Linked DNA regions of Capsicum annuum: region 1 is linked to region 2. The links are chromatin contacts, called in public Hi-C maps. All regions are on one chromosome and are shown on one strand. The core of a region is the stretch at or near the end of the contact, and the rest is flanking DNA. Distances in the headings are between cores, read along the strand shown. Region 1 has its middle 130 kb from the start of LOC107845719. Region 2 holds the start of LOC107845719 (protein SCARECROW).

Region 1 (7,080 bases), core at 134-2,633, 120 kb after region 2:
GCTCTTCCTAAAAAAAATTGCACCTAAATTAAAGGCACACACTAATCCATTTCTATCCGCTCTAAATTATCTTTTTGAAAAAGATTTTTTTAAAAATAATTTACCTAAATTAACCCAACCCACATTTGTATAACTTTCCATTCCCATTGCCATGCCCACGTCTGGAAAAAGGTACATATCTTTCCATGATCACATTCAGACACAATTGCATAGGACACAAATATATATCACACTCATCAAACCAATATATGAGAGCTTAAACATAGACTCTTATGAAGAACATCAAACTGCATTGCATTATTTGACTTATCGTAACATTTATTGAAAGTTCATCTACAAGTCAATCAAAAGTATATTTTATTATTTTTCATTCATGCATTTCATACGTGGAAATATCATGCACTTCTTAATATCTGATTTTATTTGTATTGCAAATGCCATGAATGTAATTATATTATACCAAAAGCAAAAAAATTATATTAGAAGAAAAGAAAAAGCACACGAGGTATACATGATGAAAGTGTTTTGGTTATAACATTATTTATGTGTATTATGTTGACTTTGATTTCTGATGACAATGTTTTCTTCAATCGAGTTCAATAAACATTATATTGATTAGTTGGTCATGTTCTTATTTTGTTTTAAATTGCATTTGAAAGTTCAAGCTTGTCAATCCAATTAATTTAAAGGTTAGTGTTTTTTTTTTTTTTTTAATAAAAATTACATTCCAATGTAATATAGATTTGAGTGTAGAAAAAAAATTATATGTTGCAATATTATGTCAAATTAAAAATCATATCTTTCACTATGCTTCATTATAATTGGACTTACCAGAAATTTGAATTTAAGTTGAGGAAGAATGGAGTGACAATGTTGATGAGAATCATTGATATATTAATTTATGACCAATAACATAGGTTGAAATCCTTTCTTCTTCTTTTATTTCCTATTTTACTATGTAATTTTTTCTCTCTTTTTATGATTGTTCATGTTTGTAGTGATACATACTACATGTAAACTTATCTTTCAATTTCTTCTTTTAACAGTCAAATCCCCCATTAACATCATTATTTTAACCTTCAAATTTAGCTTTCTCCATATTTTTAATAGTCAAATTCAACAACTCATTCACCCAATTATTCATCAAATTTGGGAAGTAGATCAATTTAAAGTGAATGATGAATTAGAGACGAAAAAATTTCTAATAGAGCCATTTTCAGTGTGGTTGACTATCTCCGATATGTGGTTGACCATCTCCAATATGTGCCACCAACTCAGTGAATGATTTTGTATTCTATTCAACAACCCTTTGATTTCTTTTTGCTCTATTTAACAACCCTTTAGCTCAAACATTGAAAGAAATTATATGCGATCTTCCTTTTTCTGCTTGTGCTTTTGTAATGTAGATATGGACAAACAAGAAAGCTATTTTTTTCAAGAGTTCGAAAAATGAATTGTGGTGATGATTTGCTTAAAAAAATGGAGTTGTTATGAAGAAAAAAAAATGGAGTTGTTGGGTGGGGAAGGGGATTGCTATGAAGAAGAAAGTGGAAGTTGACTTCTTTTTTAGCTTTATATATATATATATATATATATATATATATATATATATATATATATAATGAGAAATTTAAAAGTTGGGACCCACTTTTTTCATTTTTTAAAAGACATTAACGCGCTAATTTTAAAAAAATTGCCACGTCAGCAATTAGGGTAGTAAAAAATTTACTTTAAAGTTGTTAAGGGGGGTAAATAATTACTCGATTAGTTTAGGATCTAAAGTAAATTTTGGCTACAAGTTTAGGAGTATTTCGATGTATTATCTCTATATAAATTTAAATTTGTTTAAACACCTATATATTTTAATGTTTTCAATTGTGAATAGGGAAGTTACCTGCATTTAAGTGTTAAAATATTCTACTTTTAGTTGCTGTCATATTTTAATAGATCAAATCTGTGAAAAATATTAAAATATGAAATTTTCAGAATTTGAAATACAGTAATATCAATAACATTTCTCAATACTATGCTAATGAAAGCTAAGATTTCCCAAGAAGATTCATTTGAAATTCAAGTGAATTTTTTTTAAAAGTACTAACTAAACTGTCCCATTGTTTAATTAAGTAATGATGCGTTAGTAACTTTTAAAATTTTTAAATTTTTTTTTTTTTTTAAAAAAATCAAAATATTTAAAACAAATAATAATACAAAAAAAGATAGTTTAAAAATGTAACGACCCGAGACTACTTCCTAGTCGTCACACGGTGCTTACAACCCCGAAGAATCACAAGCTAACCCATGAATGATATCTGTTGTGAGCACTGAATAATAATACTGTAATTAATGCGAAAAATGGACTAAAATACCAGAAGGTTCAAAACATCTGAAATACTGACAAATAACAACATCTGATAAAAACTGAACATTTTCTGAAAACTACTTTGAAAAGCCTCTAACTGAATCTGTCAGAAAGTGGAGTTGATGGGACCATCCCCCAACTAACTCCATCTATTGAACTAATACATCTACTAAAATATGAAATAGTATAATATCCTTGAATGATGAGGACTCATTGCTAAATCTACTGCTGCTGGCTAAACCTGAATCTACTATGCATGATCGAAAACCTGAGTGTCCGAACCTATGATATGAAATATCATAGCGTGGAAAAGTATGCGTCAGTACGTGGGAATGTACTGGTATGCTAGATGAGGTAATGCTGAATACAAGGGTTCATATGCATGAAGATATAACTGACTGAATGAGAATAACTGAACATGAAAGTACGTGGAGAATCTGAGAATACTATAAATACGAATCTTAAAATACTGTAAATACTGAGAATGCAATTTGTGCATATACATATATATATATATATAAACTATAACTGAGCTTTTTTTATGCTAAGTATTGAATTCTGATAATTGATACTGATTGATTGTATCTGACAGTTCTGATTTTGTAAAACTGAACTGAGTTCTGAACTGAAGACTGAAACTGAAATTGTGGAAGGTAATCATCTAACCGACATGACCCAAATATGAACTGATAGGGGTCCAACCTGTGACCCCAGTTGGAAGGGTGCTAATACCGTGCCACGGGTACTAACACTAGAAAACCAGGATGCCACGCCTAACTGACGGGTGACACCTGGGCAGAGCCAAGACTAATTTGACGGGTGACCCCTGAGAGGTAGTATAGCCTAGTCTGATGGGTGACTCTTCATCCTACACTGACTATGCAGTTCTAGAGTACAGGGATTACTACTAACGACTCTGCCTATCTGACGGGGAAGCCATCATCCCTGCTCTCGCTCGGTGCTGAATCCTACTCCCAACTGAAAGACACTGAACTGATCATACTGGACTGAGACTGAGTTTACTGAGTTTTCCTAAGTTTTGTAATTGACTGAGTTCTATTGAGTTTTGTAACAAACTGAGAGTACTACTGATCGTGACATAACTGATACTATTATGTAACTGACACCGACTTTAAGTAACACCTAGATTATCGGGTATTAAATACCCCCAAGACTCGATAGCATGAAAAGTAAAGCAAAGCATAATCTTGAATAACATGGCAATGTTCACTTGGTCATAATTTATTCATAGAGACACTTTATCAAACACTTGTAATGCATTAACTTGTACATGAATGGGATCACATAATAACATATCATGCTTTTACTAGTCAATTCACATAAGTATTTTATCAAACACTTGTAGGGAATAAGCTTGTACATGATTAAGATCTCATAATAAAATCTCATGAGTCCTCTATCTACTTCACATAGGCATTTTAGCAAATACTTGGGGAGCATGAGTATTTCATATGATAATGGTCATATAAACATCATGAATACAACACTTAATTTCAAATTCGAGGATTTAGCATGTAATTCATATAATTTCCCCTTAATACTATTCTATTTTTCATGAATCTTATCATAATCATGGATTGAAAACCAAATCAACATCATAGATGCATTAATCACTTTATAAATTTAAGGATCTATCAAGATAACACATATTTGTTATACATGCTATTTAATTTCATGAAACTTGTATTTAAATCATGGATTGAAACCCAACTAATATTATAAGCATGAATTCAATCTAATTCAAATATGGAAATCATAAATACATCATCTTTGTACTTTAAAAAAGGATTCTTGGACTTCATGGGTGAAAAGGACCCATGAATCAACATCTAACATACCTTAATTTGTGAGATTCTTTAAGTTCTTGAAGGATTTCATGAGCTTGACCTTGATTTCTTGAACTAGGAATTTGCCCTTTGAGAGAGGATGGCTTGCTTCTTGAGAAAATAGTGAATTAATAAGCAATTTATGCTGTTTTAGGATTTGATTGCGTGTTTAGGCTGATTGGAGGTGAGGGAAAAAAAACCTTAGTGCCCTCAAAATTAAAACTCGGAACTGACTGAAAATCTAAATTTTGTACGCTTGCGCAACGCGGCGCTATCCCGTCGTGTCACTGGAAACTGATGATTGGGAACTGGGTTGATGGCACAACGCGGCGCCATCGCGGTGCCTCACTGGTTGAGAATTTTTCCTTTGGCGCGACGCTCCATGATCTTAGAGTCATACTGAAAAGTGATAATTGGGAAAAAGTCTTGTGGCGCAAGGCGGTGGTATCGCGTTGTCTCACTGAAAATGATAATGCCATTTTGACTGCCTCCGCGACGCGCTGGAGTACCAGGTAGTACACTGTCTTACTAAAATGACTCTAACTCTTCGCCCGGTGTTGGATTTGGGAGAAATTGATATCGATGGAAAGTTTATTCAATTTTCCACGCAATGAAAAGTCAAAATCTTGAAAATTCCATATGTATAAAAGTGTATTCATCTTTAAAGCAAAGCTTAATATTCTAGGGACGAATTTTAAGCTAAGAAAAAACATGGGGTGTTACAAAAAATTCTATATATGTACATGTCCCTTCCCTATTACCCAACTAAATTACAAACACAATTACACAATTATTTATTAATAGAAAATGTTACTGCAGATTTCTAATAAATATGAAATCTTATACTTCTTTCTGTTTTATTTCACTTTTCAATACATTTATATATTACTTTTAAAAATAATATAATTAAAAAAGGTATTTTATATATAATATAAATTATTTTAATTTGATTTGAAAAACAAACACATTTATAAATAATTACTATCCTTTTTGACCAGCATCCTTTTAATCATAAAAGAAAAAAATGAATAAAATAATAAAAAATATTTTTAAAAAAAGAGTAAACTAAATAAAACTAAACCATGCACGTCCATATACCCTAATTCCCCACTAACATATACAGGTTTACACACACAACTAAGAGAAAAAAAAAATTAACTTGACTACTTTTTAAAGCAATCACATACAATTATTTCTTATCTCCTTTTGATAAATTTTTCCCAAATCAATATTTGAATCAGTTTATGATTTTAAAAAAAATTAACTTGACTACTTTTTAAAGCAATCACATACAATTATTTCTTATCTCCTTTTGATAAATTTTTCCCAAATCAATATTTGAATCAGTTTATGATTTTAAAATTTGAATAAGTAACTAATCTTATTCCTAAAAAAATACTTAGCTCTATATGTCAAGTATTTTAAAAAGAATAACTACTTCAATTTAATTCCACACATCTTCGTTTGTTCTCTTAGTTTCCTTGAACAACTTAAACATGTTAACACTTTTGCTTCTTATGCATGTTTTTTTAATTTTTTTAGTATTAATCTATGTATTTTTGAAAATGAATTTTTATGGTTATAATTTATGATTTTTACATAATGGTAATTGCATTATTCCCTCAAATCCAAGTTGGAGGCTTGGACCAATTACAATCACAAACTAGATTTTTCATTTTGTAAAATACGAGAATTTAACTATTGTTGGCCATTTATTTTCATCATTTTATAAAATTATTATTTTTAAAAAAATTTATCTGTTGTAGATTTATAATTCAAGGTTGGTGAGTATCAACATTCTTTTAATAGCATATGCCTTCCGCAACGTATGCCTCTAATGATTTCATCAGGGATAAGCAATGAAGGTTCAAAAATCGAGTTATACAACATCCATATCGTGAACATCCACACATTTATTCTTTATTGAAAGGATTCTCCAAGATAAGAAGGTAGGAAAAAATTGAAAATTCTACATTTGGTTAAAGTTCTCTCTTGAATTATATCATGACTGATATGCTATGTTTTTTGAGACATAAATGATGAACAACCTCTTTTGATTTAAAGTGCACGTGATATATTCTCAAAAAATAACCTATAAGGATATATAGAATTCAAAAATCCCCTCATTCAAATGCCTATATATATATATTTTATTTTTTCAAAAAATAGTTGACCTTATTCCTAACTATTACAGTTTATGAATTTCAACTTCTTAACCGCTTAAAAACATTCTTTCAGATAATTGATTATTTTTTTTGTTGTTTTTTGTTGATGTCGATCATTAACAATATCAAGTTGCTTAGTATTAGACCTTATATATTAAGTTATTTACTAAAAGTTTCTTGAGAGATGCTATTTTTTAACATTTTAAATTAAAGATAAATCTTTGAACTTGCACTATTTAAAAAAAAAAAATTAAAACTAGATAAATTTTATCTCATAATATAAGAGTCTATCTTAAAAGGAGAATTTTTATAATTTTTAGTTATTTATCATGTTTTAAGATTGTGCCATGTCTTATTATTTATGCTATCGAGTCCTGGGGGTATTTAATACCCAACAATTTAGCTAATTACCTAGAGCCATGGCCAGTCTCAGGATAGTATCAGTCATGTCATGATCAGTAGTACTCTCAGTCAGTTACAGAACTCAGGAAAAACTTAGTAGACTCAGTATCAGTCCAGTCCAGTTCAGTATTCAGTTCAGGCCTCAGTAAATTCAGCTAGTTGTCAGAATTCAGTAGTATTCGATCAGTCAACAGAACTCAGTGAACTAAGTTTAGTTCAGTTAGATAGTATAATCAGGAACAGTTTAGTTAAGCCTAGTATGAACTAAAAATCAGTTCAATGTCTATTCAGTTGGGAATAGAATTCA
Region 2 (6,685 bases), core at 3,080-5,579:
TTCTTCACTCTCCTCCCCGTAGCACGCGCCTAGTGAGTCAAATAGAGCCGAGTAGTAATGTATAGCTTCAACAAACCTCCCCAAGAATGAACCCGCGTGACTCAGGTCTTGTTCCACTACAGTCACCACCTTTGGAGCCAACCTGAAGTAAAGTAAATTAATAAAGCAAATCAACTTCAGATATTTGCATACAGTGCATGGATGTAGACTGCAGATCACTAGTGATGGGTAAAATTTCAACAAATACTTTACATTTTAAACCATAATTTTGTAAGAGTAATAAGTTCAATTATAAGAACTTAATGATTGATTCCATCAATTTAAAACCTTGTATCCGCATCTATGTTTACAAACTACTCCTCCATTTACGTTTTATTTGTTCATTCTATTAAAAATATTTTTATTTTTACACATCAACTTTAGCATATCAAGATAAAAACATTTTTCTTTTTATATTTTACTCTCAACATTAATTATTTAGTTGTCAAATTAAGTGTATATATATATATATATATATATATATATTTGAGGTAAAATAAACACTAGGGAACGGTCAAGACATTCTTTGAATAATTCGTTCTAAATCATAAAAAAAGTGTAACCAATTCATTTATACAGGATTAAATCGAGTAATAGTTTCACGAAAAATTAATTAGGCAGGAGGACTCGGCAATACACACAGTTATAGAGAAGACAGCTTTTGTTTCTAAAAGTAAATGGCCTTTTTCTCCTCCTTTTTTCAGGTTAACAGAAAAAGAGAATCATCGGTAGTCAAAGAGAAAGAACTTTAAGCGCCGTGTAAAAGGAAAAATTAAATAACCTATACAACTGATTCATGCAACGAACCAACTTTTTTCAAATATATCACGGATTTCTAGGCGTGAAGTCTTCGTTACGTATACTAAACACCTAATTTATAACACATTGAGTTCTGTTCATCTAATTTATAACATATTGAGTTATGCGCAGAAAATATTCTACACTATCAGTTAACTTGATCTGCTATTATAGATTACCTAATTATTTGAATAAAAATTAAAAAAGAAAAAATTAAATAATCTGTAATAGCAAATCAAGTTTTCTACACTATCATTTCACAAAACTTAAATTCAATATTCATATGAAGATCCTTTTTTTCCTTAGGTGCGTTAAGCTGCATGTTGGTTCTTTAGCAGATAGTCCAGTAGAAATAGGTATATTTAGATCTTTTATCAACTGTTGCATTATACTAAGGTATGCACTCAGGAGTAATTTTTTGAATGGAGGAAATGAGATATATTGTCCTATTACAATTTCAAATTAAAAATTAATCATTTCATATCTTTTAGGAGTAAAAATAAAGATTCCTCACATGTAAAAGTAATTTTTTTTTTTGTAAAAAAAAACATAAAACTAAAAAAAATAAAATTGTAAAGGACCGGAAACCCATTTCTCCTTTTCTTTTTCAAGTACTAAACCAGTTCAAACTAATTAAGAAACATCACATTGCAATTTGCTCTATCAAGTTTCATCCCATATGCTTTTTATTACATATACAGTCTGCTAGGCATTAGTGTCTGTGGTGACACTAACATACCACTAAACAAAGATTGTTTCCAGTGTTTAATTGAAGTAGTCAAGGTATCAAAATGACAACGTATTTGACTAGACGACAGAGAGCTTTCAAGAAAGAAAAGTCATGGAAAATATCAACGGTACTTTTGAACTTTGTGAATTCATACATGTTAAAGCATTTTTGTAAGCTTATTAAAAAGTAAAAGATGAAATTTGAAGTCAAAAAGACTTCCACACATAGAAGTTGTCATTGTTTTTGAATCAAAAAGAGATAAAAGTGTGTCTAGGAGTTGTACCTTTGCAAGAGGGAGAGTGTATTAGAGTCGCTGCCAGTGACATCGTAAAGTGAATGTTGCAACCAATGAACCGCAACAGCTTCTCTCTTGCTTACATTCAATTTCTCAGGGTCTAAGTTTCCAACTTTGTCGGCGAGGGGTAAAAACTCGAAAGGAAGGCCTAATCTCTCAGCAAAATCTGACAATCGCTTGCCGGTTGCTTCAAGAGCATCCATAGAGGTTCCAAGCCCAGTGAGCCGAACAAAAGGAGGCCCACCGGGCCTGGAAGCCAAGATGTGAAAGAGACCGGGCCATTGAAGACCTTGCATTATATCAAGGTCTATGATATGCACCTGGTCTTCTCTCTCGAAAGCTTCTTGTATTGCTTGATTGGCTGTGAAATGTGAGAATTTTATGAAGGGGCTGATCCCGTTAAACACCTGGAAAGCGGATGCTAACTTCTGGGTATAAAGCACGGGGACGCTGGTCATTGGCAGCGCTGCGTATATTCCCAAGCATGAATTCAATAGCCTTGCTGACATGGCCTCTGAGAAATATGCAGCGACCCGCTGTGCAGATGTGCCAAAGGGTGTGGAGAGTTCGGACACTTCCAATAGCATTTTATTTGCCTCTTCTAAATTATCAGCGGATACGGCTTCTGCACATTGCAATAGCAAGGTCAAAAGGTGCAACCCTTCTTCATCCCTCTTTTGTTGTCGCTCTTCTTCCTTTTTCTCTTTGTATGTGTTGACTGGGACTGGTGGAACTGGTGTTGTAGTTTTTATTTTGACACTACTATCAGCCACCGACGTTGGAGATAGAGAACAAGAAGATTGCTGCTGCTTCTGTTGTTCTAAGTCTATTGCCGCCTGTTGCTGAGACTGAGGAGATTCTTCTTGTTGTTGTTGCTGCACTTGAGGAGAAAGAATCGGAGGCGTAACAAAAGAAAGATCTGTTGCAGTGGGATTATTACCGCCAAGCTGCTGGTGCTGGTTCACAGAGGGCGCCACCGGAGCGTTGTGACTGGCTGGCAAAGCTATTTCCCAGTTTAAGTATTGGTTATTTGAGGAATCCCGAAGGGACAAAATATTGTGCTGCAATAAATTGGCACTGTTTTGGACCTGTTGTTGTAAGCCCGCAAGCTGTGGCAGCGGTTCTTTCCTTCTCCAGCACTCCATGGGGTCATTTTGATCAGCACCACCAGTATTGAGAGAGCGAAGCCTGTACTCCAGGAGGGATGCAAGATATGGATTGCAAGGGTGGATTATCTCCCTTACATTCTGGATGAGTTGGGGCACGGATACTTGAGCGGAGCTGTTGATTAAATCCTTTATTATGCTGTCAATCCATGCCGTAGCGGACGTGCTATCCTCCATGGTATCGATTCTTCCAGTTGTAAGAGGGGAAGATACAACAGCTGCTGCCGCAGCAGTTGCAGGTTGTTGTAGTAGTAAGCCGCTGTTTTGGCGGTTCCTATCAGGAGGAAAGAGGGGCAAACCGGAGAAAACACAAACAGACGGGGATTGATTGTCGTTCTGTGTTTGTGGACCTTGTAGCTGATGATGCGATGTTATGGCGTCGGTGTAAGTTAGGTTTGGGGTTGAATTAGAAAAACCAGTATCAATCCCAGGCCCTCTAGACGTCACACCGCACAAGTTCGTGGAAGAAGGTAACATTTGCATAGTGGAGTAGTTGGAGACGTTGGTCGTCGTTGGGATATTGTTGATATTATGACCAAAACTACTGGTGGAAACGCTCATCTGAGCATGAGACCCGCCTATGGTTACCGGACGTCGTAGATACCTATGGTCTTCGCCTGCCCCCGTCTGGATCTCCATGTCGGAGGCCGCCCTTTTTCTCACCATTTTGCCGCTGTCACCGTGGAGAAGACCTTGACGGTGCACGTTATTGATGTCCTTGCTTGTAGCCTGAAGCTTCTCTCCAGTACTGCTACCGCCAACGACAATCTTTTCACCGGTAGTATCCGTGCAGTTCTCACCATTCAGAGGAAAAGCCTTTGCCATTATGTATAAAATAGATTCTCAAACTTATCTGTTGATTTTTCTGCTTCATTATGCTACCTATTGACATCGGTTTAATAAAAGCAGTGACTAAAAGAGCCAGAAATGAGCAATAGTGCTTAGTAGATGATCCAAGCATATAACGCTTAACAAGATTTAGACACAAGCATTGGGATTCTGTGGTTTAATTTCTCTTCCAAAATACAACACAACAAGGGTCCTCCTCCTAGGGCTTTCCTACTAGCTCTACTATGCTTGTTTATAAACACTTGACTGCTTGCCTTTTGGATTTATATGCAATTTCAGTATTGACAATGAGAAAGAGGCTGAGGAGGATGGAATTTATTGACGACATAAAGTGCGAAGTTGTTGAAAACTTATTAATCATAAAAAAAATATTGTAATCGATGAGCTATCTTTTCCTCTTTTTCCCCCCCACACCACTTTTCAATTTTTATTGCGGCTACTGGTGCTAGGTCTTTATAGATTTCTTTTTCTATGCATAATCCTACTATTTCCTACTGGGATTGCAATGTTGATAGTGTGAACATAGTACTCCTCCGTTCGGATTAATTGATTTTTACTGACACATCTATTAAGAAAAATATTAATTAAATATTTATTTTATTAAATTAATTTTATTAATTATGCTTTTAAAGTATAAAGTATAAATATGAATTATATACTTTATGTAATTATTTAATAATAAAAATAATTTTTAAAAAATATATTAATTTTTTTTATTTTATAAATACAATAACTAAATTAAAATAAATATTTTTAACAAGTTTGTCAATTCATACGAAACGAAAGGAGTAATTTTTTATATACTTTATAGTCATGTAATGAAGAGAGTTGATAAAAAGGGTTGGGTCCACACGAGGGGGTTTTCAAGTTTACTGAGGAGATGGGTACGTTTCTCTGGCAAGTTTGGGTTTCTGGGGTGCTGGGGGTGGGGGGTGTGCCTGTTGGCTGGAATGATGGAAACTTTTGTTTGCTTCTTTTCTGGTCTCGATCAGTGAGTCGTCGTCTTCGTGCGTTTGACTTTAGCTACTTATTACTTCTTCCCCGAGGTCCTTCATGCTCCATAATTTTTAAGTCCTAGCAATCAACGCACACCTCTGGTCCACTTGATTGCTTAACTTTTAAATTTGATTCAAAATGTTTACGTTTTTAAGAGCTAAAGAACGTCTTAATTTACTTTTCAAATTATTATAATCATCCATCGTAAATGGTTGTACAAATTTTTTAAAAGAGAAATCTTTCAATACTTATTTCTTAACTGTTAGGGATTGTTTGGTTAAAAAATAAGTTATGCTCAAATTAGTTATATTAAAATTACCTCTGGTCCACTTGATTGCTTAACTTTTAAATTTGATTCAAAATGTTTACGTTTTTAAGAGCTAAAGAACGTCTTAATTTACTTTTCAAATTATTATAATCATCCATCGTAAATGGTTGTACAAATTTTTTAAAAGAGAAATCTTTCAATACTTATTTCTTAACTGTTAGGGGTTGTTTGGTTAAAAAATAAGTTATGCTGAAATTAGTTATATTAAAATTAGTTGTACTAAGATTAGTTATTCTGTTAGGGGTCATTTGGTGTGAGGTGCTAAAGCGAATAATTTTGAGATAAAATTTTTTAATGCATGTTTGGTTGGTAATATTCGGGATAACTTATTCCGGAACTAATAAATAATATTCGGATAAATTATTTACCCAATTGGTGGGATAATAATCTCATCATAATTTATCCTTGGGATAAATTTATAAAAGGTCAAAATTATAAATTTTGTTTGTGTTAAGATGAAATTTTTAATGAATTAATCCTCAATATTTTTACAAATATTAAAATTATTAGAGTTTTAATTAACTTATCTTCAATTGAGTAATATTTACCGACAACCTAAATTACCTCCAAACCCCCAAATCTATATTAACCTCTTATAACTAATTTTTCAGCCAAAGACAAATTTAATTAACTAGCGCAGGCCTTATCGTAGTTATAAGCCATTGTTAAACATTTGAATTGAAATATTGATCACTATATTATATGAGTGATATGTGTTTACAATCGACTCCATTGTTCAATTACATATTTTAAATTAAATAATTTTTTAATCACTTGAAAATAGATATTGTATATATCAATTAAAATAAATTTTAATATTCTATATTATATGAGTGATTTGTATTTAAATGAAGTGACATAAATAACAAGTCTTTTTTTATTTTAACAAATTTAAGTTGGAAGTTTTTATTTCAAACTAAATAAGATGTAGTAAGATTTTTTTTTAAACATACACGGCATAATCATGGAAAGACACATGTAAAAAAAATAAAACTAAATAAGATGAAAGTTTTATTTTTAAAATACATACGATATAATCATGAAAATGCGCACACACAAAAAAATTAAGCTAAATAAGATGAAAGTTTTATTTTTAAGAATAAATATTTAAAGCTTGAAAAGAAATATATATATAAAAAAAAAGTTAAATAAGATGGAGGGTATTTTGGTAATCAATTAATTTATTCTTAGAAATTATATCATGCATATTACTTTGAATACAACAAACCAAACACTCAATAAAAAATAATTTTAGCATAACTAATCTCAGTATAACTTATCCCATCATAACTTATCTCAGCATAACAAATCTCAGTATAACTACATTCCCAACCAAACGACCCCTTATTATTTTTAAGTGGTTATTTGGTTTGTGGTACTAAGAATAATATGCATTGCATTCTTTTTTAAAAACAAATTTTGTTTACAAAAATGACTTTCACCTTATAGCTTAATTATTTTCCTTCATATTAAGCCATATAAAA

What was found. Hi-C and Micro-C count contacts between places; a contact is called where the count stands out from the background.
Region 1: a contact with region 2 is called in a Hi-C map of bud, with 2.8 times the contacts expected there. The contact joins the enhancer-like site here to the promoter of LOC107845719 in region 2. A contact is called at or near these places in 2 of 5 Hi-C or Micro-C datasets (bud and placenta).

The regions. Positions count from the first base shown.
Region 1 is chr10:136,397,163-136,404,242 of UCD10Xv1.1, forward strand. No RefSeq gene overlaps it. Among protein-coding and RNA genes, the nearest start is that of LOC107845719, 130 kb to the left of the region's middle. Within about 2 kb of position 1,384, at least 1 of the 5 cell types and tissues checked has an H3K27ac peak or open chromatin away from gene starts, as enhancers often do. A contact at or near this core is called in bud, where this site is marked.
Region 2 is chr10:136,270,055-136,276,739 of UCD10Xv1.1, forward strand. LOC107845719 (protein SCARECROW) reads right to left here and starts at 4,330. Exons shown (of 2, transcript XM_016690185.2): 1 at 1,851-4,330; 2 at 1-142. The coding sequence starts at 3,853.